Regions from separate parts of the Capsicum annuum genome. Here region 2 is linked to region 1. The links are chromatin contacts, called in public Hi-C maps. All regions are on one chromosome and are shown on one strand. Each heading gives the region's core, a stretch centred on a gene start, on an enhancer-like site or on the middle of the called end of the contact. The rest is flanking DNA. Distances are from core to core; before and after follow the strand shown. Region 1 holds the start of LOC107867972 (DEAD-box ATP-dependent RNA helicase FANCM). Region 2 overlaps LOC107867972 (DEAD-box ATP-dependent RNA helicase FANCM).

Evidence for each region. A called contact is a pair of places that touch in the nucleus more often than the background predicts.
Region 2: a Hi-C map of leaf shows a contact between it and region 1, with 2.4 times the contacts expected there. The contact joins the enhancer-like site here to the promoter of LOC107867972 in region 1. A contact is called at or near these places in 2 of 5 Hi-C or Micro-C datasets (both in leaf).

Annotation. Positions count from the first base shown.
Region 1 is chr4:136,328,293-136,333,337 of UCD10Xv1.1, reverse strand. It overlaps LOC107867972 (DEAD-box ATP-dependent RNA helicase FANCM), which reads right to left and starts at 2,838. Exons shown (of 21, transcript XM_047411993.1): 1 at 2,681-2,838; 2 at 2,285-2,612. The coding sequence starts at 2,719.
Region 2 is chr4:136,378,047-136,382,964 of UCD10Xv1.1, reverse strand. LOC107867972 (DEAD-box ATP-dependent RNA helicase FANCM) reads right to left here. Exons shown (of 21, transcript XM_047411993.1): 21 at 3,077-3,878. The coding sequence ends at 3,317. Among protein-coding and RNA genes, the nearest start is that of LOC107867972, 50 kb to the right of the region's middle. Within about 2 kb of position 3,189, at least 2 of the 5 cell types and tissues checked have an H3K27ac peak or open chromatin away from gene starts, as enhancers often do. A contact at or near this core is called in leaf, where this site is marked.

The DNA.
Region 1 (5,045 bases), core at 1,589-4,088:
CTTTGTCCCCTCTTCGTTTAAAAATTTATGGAAGTGTGATTGTCATCTCCTACTAATGAGTACCTCTTCCACACGTACATTACCGTTCTCATCCTTGATGCACTTCATTTGATCAAGGTTATGGGGTCCTTCTCTCTCTCGCTTTGGCTAGACTGTATAACATCTTATCCCTGTTTTTGCCCTCCAATTCTAAATACAAGTGCTCAAAGGTTGGTGTTTTGCTACTGTAACTACTAAATTTGCCTCCTTACTAGCCAGCCTATACTTCTCCCTATTTGTCAGCTCCTCCTCCTCATCCTTACTCTTCACCAACAGACTTAGCGTAACCCATCTTATTTGCCTCTACCTTCTCTTGAACTTCTCAATTTCACCATCAATTCCCTCAGCGCCTGCCCAATCGACTTCTCGAGATGCCTAACACCTCCCCAGTCACTACCCTAATGTAATTGGCAATCTTATCCCACATAATGTCTGCTTCCCTAGTCCTCCCCATAGCTATCAACTTCTCCCTTTTCACACCGTTGTTATGTTATATGTATAAGGATAACAATAAATTAACCAACTGAAATATAACACAGGGTTTTTCTTTTATTCTTCTTTCTTTTTGTAATGGTGGTGTTTGACCAACAAACACGGGCCTCGGCTGATGCATTTGGCAGCCTACTACATCTACATGCGCGGTTATCAAGTCAAATTGCTCACCGAGGATGGAAAAGATACTGATGAGTATTGTAGTTGAGATTCGAACATGGGATCTCAAGTTGTACTTATACACCTCAACCACTCAATCATCCCCTTTAGGATACAAAAAATCATATATATTAATTCCTACAAAAGTTTAATCAACAACTAAAGTAACTATTGTACCCGTTGGGTGTTTACAAATAAACTCTGAGGTGAAAAGTAGCAAAGAAAAAGAAGCTATTTGTGAGGTTTTGGATGTTGTAATGCTATGAAGCCTTTAGGGGAAAACCGTGTGGGCTTGTATTTTCGGGTTGTTTTACCCCATCAAAAGGTATTAGAGCTAATGGTTTGGTGGAAAATAAGGTGGAGTGACGGCATGGCGTCCAACTTATTTCCTTTGTCTATCTATGGTTCGGTTTACACCTTTACCTTTACCTTGAAGACAACAGACAAAGAAGAAGATTGTGGGCTTGGAGGTAATAAATACTCGAATAATGTGAGTGGCACACAGTTAATCTCCAAATTAGCCCATGAACAGTGATGGATCATGTGGAACTTCGTTCAAGAGGGAGATTTTGAATGTCTGTGAATAAAGTCCTAAATGTTATTAGGTGGTTTGAGAAAAACCATGCAGGCCTGGACCAAAGCGGATGATATAACCCCAAGGGAGGCAGTGCATAGATTGCAGGACCAACTTTAAATCAGCTTCAAACATGCAATGCCTGAAGTTGAGTGGGTAAACCAACTTCTGAAACGCAATGTCTGAAGTTTCGTCTGTCAAAAGTTTGATTCGAAACATGATATTCGCATCTGAAATTTAGTTTGTCAAAGTCTAACTTCAACCTCTATTTCTGGAACTTACATAACAAATACCTTGAAGTTCAGCCATTTTTTGCCCGAATTTAACATATGCTTGAAGTTCAGTCATTTTTGTCTGAACAATTTTTTGCCTAGAAACAACTTGTTCTTTGAATTTCAACAATTCAATACCTAAATCTACTCAGAATGAGCTCAAATTTGAAACATAGTTCCAAATATCATAAAGAACAAATCCTAAAAATTAATTTGTCAAAACAACAACAAATCTAACAAACTCATTTTGCAACAATGGTGATTTTCCAATGTTTTCAAGTTTTTCCAACTACACCCACTTGATTTAACTCATGTTTCATATACGGAATTCAAAATTCAATTCTTCAAAGCATTATACTTCAATTGCTATATAAATGAAAGGCACTATTATACAGAAAGTAAGAAGACGAATACAAGAAATTATACTTCAGCAGTTTTTGTTTGATATTTGCCAAAACTAGGTACATGTTAAATAATTTTACTAAAACAGGGTACAGCTTAAATGGCAGGACCAAAGGGCCCGGAAATTTTTTATCATTACACTATGTTAAGAGTATCTTTGGGTTGTTTTAGCCCAACAAATCCTACGTTTACATTGATTAGGGTACATGTTTGCGTCAGGTACAGACACGTTCAGCTTTAATTGAAGTTTATATCACATTTTTTACTTCTACGAAACATTAGTATGTAAAAACAGATAATTTGAAGTAGGATATTGATGAAGTAGGAAAAAACAGTGAAAAAAAACCTGGGAAGGTCCAAGTTTTTGCAGCCTCCGGATCAATGTTAACATCACTAGGCCCATAAGAGTCAAATTCATTTTCGTTCTTTTCTCCAAACCCATTTCGATTTTGCTGTTCTCGAGTTGATTTCTCAGAATTCTTGGTGGAATTTTGGATAAATTGATCAAGTGTAGATTGTCTAGAAGAAGAAGGAAAAGAGTATTTGTGGATTTCCTTAATTTGATGATTTGAATGAGAAGTAGAAAGAAGATTGGAAGAAGATGGTCTGTTGGAAATGGCTGTTGCTTCGAGAGCACCATCGATTTCTTTAACAGCCAAGTCCCAATCAAATTCCTGTACAAATACAGAGTGAGGGTTAGAAGCAGAAAGCAAAGGGAAAACAAAGCATATAGACGGCTTACATCATCGTCGTCGTCAAGTATGTGGAGAGGTGTGGCCATTGGGGAACTGGAGAAGGAAGCAAAGGAGGGAAACTTGTAAAAAGTCCTTCGAATGACGGAAAACTGGAGAAAATTGAATAAAAGTTCTCTTGGTACATTGAATAAAACACAAGTTTTAAAATTGAGTCTACATGGCTTAATTTTTAATTATTGAGTAACTATTTTTACATTAACATTAAGGGAATAAATTTTATATTCCAAGTTTTGACACTTACATTTTTACATTTGATCCATCTATATAAAATGTTAAAACTAAAAAAAGTATAACTATTTTTACATTAAGGATTAAGAGAATAAATTTGATATCTCAAGTTTTGAGACTTACACTTTGATCCACTTAAATAAAATTTTAAAACTAAAAAAGAAGGGAAAAATTCAACTCTTTTTACTCTCTTCGCTTTTTTTCTTTCATTGTTGTTGTTATTATTGTTGTTGTTGCAGCTGCTTTTCTTTTTCTTCTTCATCTCCACCATCATATATTGTTATTTGTCGTTAAATTATTATTGTTATTGTTGTTGTTATTGTTGTCGCTACCATTGTTATTGGGCTAAATTTTTGGAGCTAATTTTGTTCGTATATCAATGGGCATTATTTGTACGTGATTTTGATAAGTAAAATTAATGATTTTTAATTTAATTTCTTTCTGATATATGTGTTGTTTTTTCAACAATTTTCACTAGTGTATCCAACAGTTGTTGTATACTAATACAATAGTTGTTGGATTATTTCCACAACTGCTAAAGTATTTCCAACAGATAACTCATTTATTGCAACAGATGACCTAGTTGTTGCAGTAGATGATCTACTTGTTGAATTCATGTTAAAGCCGCTCAATCCAACAGGTAAGTCATTTATTGCAACAGATGACCTAGCTATTGCAACAAATGAGTCATCTATTACAACAGATGATTTACCTATTAGATTAAGCTATTGGTTCTGAACATTCATCATAGATAGGTCATTTTGTCATGATTCGACCCTAGGTCTGACCGTGACAGGTATTTCAAACCCACCGTAGGTCGGAGACCATCCCTTAGCCTTACCTCAAGAGCACATAAATATAAACAGCGAAAGTAAACAAAAATAGCAACGAGAAGGATAGATAAGTCAAAAGAAGATTCTAAAAATCAAAACAAACGATCAACCCAATACTTGTCCACAAAAGCCTCTAACTAAGTTGGGACATGCCCCCAACTATGACAAAAAGAATCCCAAATGAAATACTAAGACCATAAAGAAATCATTGAGATAACAGTGCATTTTGAAAAATAGAGGCTCACCACTTCACAACAGATTCACAGGAAATACCAAATCACCTAACACTACATACGAGCAACAGAATACCCTTCGAACCCTACATCATGAAATGATGTAGCATTCAGGGACTGTCAGTGGAACGAGCATTGGCATGTGACTTAGGAAAAAGGGATAAAATAATGTCAATTCCAAAACCAATCAAACACCATATGCACAACATTTATATATACATATATAGGATATCGGGATAGGGACAAGGGTCATGAACATACGAGTTTAAATCATTATCCTAAATTGTATAGCTCGCTTCGGCCTAAAGGCACCCATAGGATATATGGATCCAGCTCCCCCTGCTAGAAAGGACCCAGTGCGTGTTAGCTGCACGAACTGAGAAAAAATCGAGAAAAGGCTAAATACATCAAGGTTATAGCCCTCTAAAAAATAATACATATATATATATATATAAAGTGAGCATCAAGTACACGATCACATGAACTGTCAATGCCGGCAAACGTGATTTCTAGTGTTGAACCCCCTGGACCTACACCTTCACAGTGAGTTACATAATTTTCTTTAAGCCCAAATTATAATAATTGCACATAAACCAACCATTAACCTAGGAGTCATTTATTAAGGCATTTACCAACATGTATCATTATACCAATATGTTTGCAAGCTAATTCAATTATGTCAAACCAGCCTATATAACCAAACTGACTCTCAAGTTTCATTCAAAATACGAAACGAAAGCCACCCATCAAAAATCATATTCAATCATTTATCCTTTAATGCAATGCAATGGGTTCAAAATCCAAGTTAAACCATACAATTATCCATATTCAAAATCAAATTTACGAAGTGGGTTGAGGTTAATGCAATTATCAAGCCCAAATTTCATTAATTTGGGGAAACTCATGTACCCCATTCTAACCATTACAACAATGTAACAATTCAGTCTCAAAACCACCAATTAAAATATAAATAATCCATTGAAAATATGAGACAAGTAATTTAGGTAATAACAATCAAAAGCCTTCAATCCAATTTCAAATCCATCAATCAAAATCAC
Region 2 (4,918 bases), core at 1,940-4,439, 49 kb before region 1:
ATTATTGGGTGATTTATATGATATTAATGAGTGATATATATGGTATTATGATAATTCATATGGTAGATACAATTATTTTATTTCAATTATTGGGTGATTTATATGTTATTAATGAGTGATACATTTTGTTCACACTGTATCTAAAAACGAAGTAGCCATCCCCATCACCGGAGCTCATTGTTCCGGTGAATCAGCGCTGGTCCACTAAAAAATGACCCTCTCATCATCGAAAATTCTCATAACAGCCTATCAAAAAAATCACCCTCCAAGATTTTATGTAAATTTTACAAAAAGTAAAGAATATTAGATAATATAATCTCTTTAAGTTTGGAATTTGTGTAATTTATCCTTATTTTAATGGAAAGAATAGAGAAAAAGTCTAATTAATTTCCTGGAAACTTAGTTATAGTTGCCTTTGGTCTTCTAAGAAATTATTTCTTATTTTCTCCTTATCAACAGGGCGTGAAACAAATTAGAATAAGAATAAATTACACAAATCTCATACTTAAGAGACTATATTATCTAATATCCCTTATTTTTTAAAAATTTACATAAAATTTTAATTTTCAACTTTACTCTTGATACATATCAATAAAACCCCACATTCTATTTTTACTCCATCATTAACTAAGTCAAGCTATTTTTTTTTTCAAAGATTTCCTTCCCTAAAATATCACCCTGATTATCAACAATTAAATCATCTTCCTTCCTAATTTTTTCTCCTCCATTAATGCTTAAATCATCTTTCTTCCTATTTTTTCTCCTCCATTAACACATGCACCTTTTTTTTTCCTCTCCTAAAATCTCTCCCTTTTTTAAAAAAAAAAAAAAAATCTATTGATACATATATAAATTTATTTAGCTATTCATACATGTTTATTCTTTTAATAGCGATTTATACGAATGATAAATATGATATCATTATATAGGTATTATGGTGATTCATATGATAGATATATTTTGTATGATTTTAACGGGTGATACATATTGTATTATGGTGATTCATATGGTAGATACAATTATTTATTTTAATTATTGGGTGATTCATATGGTAGATACAATTATTTATTTTAATTATTGGGTGATTCATATGGTAGATACAATTATTTATTTCAATTATTGGGTGATTCATATATATGGTATTATAGTGATTCATATGGTAGATACATTTTTTATGATTTTAACAGGCATATTGTATTATGATGATTTATATGATAGATACAATTATTTATTTGAATTATTGGGCTATTCATATGATATTAATGGGTGATATATATGGTACTATATTATAGTGATTCATATGACAGATACAATTATTTATTTCAATTATTGGGCGATTCATATATATGGTATTATGGTGATTCATATGATAGATACAATTATTTATTTTAATTATTCGGTGGTTCATATGATATTAATGGGTGATATATATGGTATTATGGTGATTCATATGGTAGATACAATTAGTTATTTTAATTATTGGGTGAATTCATATATATGGTTATATGGTATTATGGTGATTTATATGGTAGATATAATTATTTATTTCAATTATTGGGTGATTCATATGTTATTAATGAAAGGTAATGGTGTAGTCAGTGTAGGAAACAAAAATAATAATAGTTTTAAAAAAAAAGACTAAAAGCATAATTGAAACATAATTAAAATTAAATCTAAAAAATGTAGACTAAAATTAAAGACAAAATTAAAGGCGAAAAAGGAGGAAAAAGACGAAAAAACGTATCTTTCATAACTAAAGACGAAAAAAGAGAAACATAATTAAAACACCTAAATTAAATCTAGAAAAAGAGAAAAATTAGATATTTTTCCTTAAATAAAAGAATACAATGAATAAAAAAGAATCTATTATTTCTTTAAAAAAGAGAAACATAATTAAAACACCTAAATTAAATCTAAAAAGAGAAAAATTAGATATCTTTCCTTAAATAAAAGAATACAATGAATAAAAGAGAATCTATTATTTTCTTAAATAAATATCTTTGTCAGTTTCAAATGTATCATTTTTTATATGTATCAACTTATAACATATGTATCACTATTTCAAAAATCGAAATAAAATGTAATTAATAAGATAATCGAAATTTTATGTAATATCACTTAAAGATTCAGAATTTATGTAAGTTACCCTTAGAATAATAATACGAGGAAGCCCACAAAAAGAAAAGAAATACGTGCTCACTTTCTTTTTATTTATTTGACTTTCAATTGGTACAAAAATTATGAGGGAAAAATCTTTGAATCTTATGATTTCATTGTATAACTGATTATGCGTGAATTGCTCCACAGAATAAAAGAGAATTTATTATTTCCTTAAATAAATATCTTTGTCAGTTTCAAATGTATCAATTTTTTATATGTATCACCGTATAACATATGTATCACCATTTCATAAATCGGAATAAAATGTAATTAACAAAATAATCGAAATTTTATATGTAAGTTACCCTTTTTTTTAATCCAGACCCAACACACAGTGGTGGCAAATGATCTGAAGCATAGTGGATTTTAATATCCGCTCCTAAACTTAAAATGGATGTCAGGTCATTAAGTAGCTTCGTAAATCAACATATACCCATTTGATGAATCATAGGAAAGATGTAGACATTGGTAAAAGGTTGATTGAATGGACAATCAATGCCCCAAATTCTATCAGCAATTTATAATCTTAACAGTATTGGAGGAGATTATGCCATTGTTAGCTGACTAATGCTATTGTCTTTAGCACAAATTTCCTAGTGAAGCCACTGCTAATAGAAGCATCAGCAAATGTACTCCTGAATCAGTAAAAAGGAATGCAGAAGAGGTGTTGAGTTGTCTAATGAGGTTTTTGATCTTGCACTTATGAAGTTTAGGTCGAGTACATGTAGTCCATACAAAAATCATAAGGTGGGGAAACAAAACGGACTAAAAAAATCTGATAAAATATAATTAAATAAAATGCAGCCACTTGATTGTTAATTAAGGGAAAAGAACAGGAACAATGTAGAAGTGCTTCAAACATTAAGCTCCTTGCGACAAACAAGAAAAACAAAACATCAAGAGAAAACACGGGGAATAACAAAAGCCACACTTCAATTGGACTAGTGAAACAAAAATTTTGAAATTATATACAGCAAAAATCAAATGTTTTCCTAGCAGATACATACGCCTCAATTCCATCAAGATGGATTTTCCTGTAACCTATTAAATGATAAATACAACTATCCTATTCTGGACAGATTAAATTATTATTTTTTTCATTTACTAACTGATCATTCAGGCTGTGATACAAAACTTGACAGTTGAGACAGCTAGATTAAATTCCCAGATCAAATGAAGGAGCGTTTCCATCATCAGGAATTTGAGTAATAGGTCTTGAAGTCACTGTCTTCTGAACCACGATCTCTGATTTGTTTCTAAGCATTCTAGCAGCCTCTTCTTCCACTGCATCAAAATCGATACTTTCATAGAACAGGTCATCATCAAATGGATCACCAACTACATTCTGTGCTGCTTCTTCCAAAAGATGCAAGTTTCCACCAGAAGCTGTAGAATGACGAGAGAATTCATTTTGTAAATTGAGAACTGGCAGTGAAGTTGCTTGATAATAGCTCAACTTTCTTTTCCGACTCCCTAAATTGCTGTCGTTTTCTCTCAAAGAGAAAGTAGTTGAGCATGGCATGGCTTCTGGTGAGATTTTATCAATACTTCGCTGAAAACATGAGGAATCTCTCGTTGTCGACTTCGGGTCAGTTTGAGGTGTGTGATAATCTGCTGTTCCAGATGAGCTCTTGCTTTCATCGACTCTGCTAGCTGGAACCTCAGAATCAGGAGCAGTTGAATGGTTTAGAATTGGTGACTGAGTGAGCAATGAACGCCTGTGATTAAAGATTGGCTTAGGTCCAAAATCCAAGGGAATGAAGTCATGATCATCAGTTGATCTATGACTTGACATGCTAATTTAATTAACATAAAAGTATATCTGAAAGGACATCTATCTCCCTCATAAAATTGGCACATTGTCAATAACAAGCACCCTCATTCCTGAAGCAATTCGCAATAACATTCAAGAAAGTGCTGCAAAATATAACAGCATACCCAATATATTCCCACCAAGTGGGGTCTGTGGAGGGTTCAGAGGTGAGACAGAGAAGTTGTTTCCGATAAACCCCCAGTTCAAAACAATCTAAACAAGGAATAGTAAAAGGACAAGATACAATAGAAATTACCACACTCAATAATACCATAGACAAGATTCACCAAGTAATATAACAAACGATACAACATTCCAAAATAATACTAATCTTCTACCCAAATCCGCCTCCTCCACAACTTTCTATTTAGGGTCATGTCCTCGGTAAACTGAAGCTGCTCCATGTCATGTCTAATCACCTCCTTCCAATATTTCTTCGGTCTACCTCTACCTCGCCAGAATCCCTCCCTAGCCAACATCTCACACCTCCACACTGGGGCATCCGTGCCCCTCCTCATCACATGTCTGAACCATCTCAACCTCACTTCCTTCATGGTGGCATCCATCGAAGTCACTCTCGCCTTATCTCGAACAACCTCATTTCTAATCCTATCTTTCCTAGTACACCCGCAAGCCTACCGAAGTATTCTCATCTCCGCCATCTTTATCTTTTTGATATGAGATTTCTTAACATGCTAACACTCTGTCCCATACAACAAAGCCGGTCTGACCACCATTCTGTAGAACTTGTCTAACCACTCTGCCCCATACTTTAAAAAGTGTAATATATATATATATATATATATATATATATATATATATATATATATAGTGTTTACAACATTTAAAGCACTTCGCATGAATGACAAAACCCATGTGCGCCATCCGAAATAGATTGATCTTTTCCCTTTCTTTGGTTACCACGAAAGTGGATACAATTAAGCT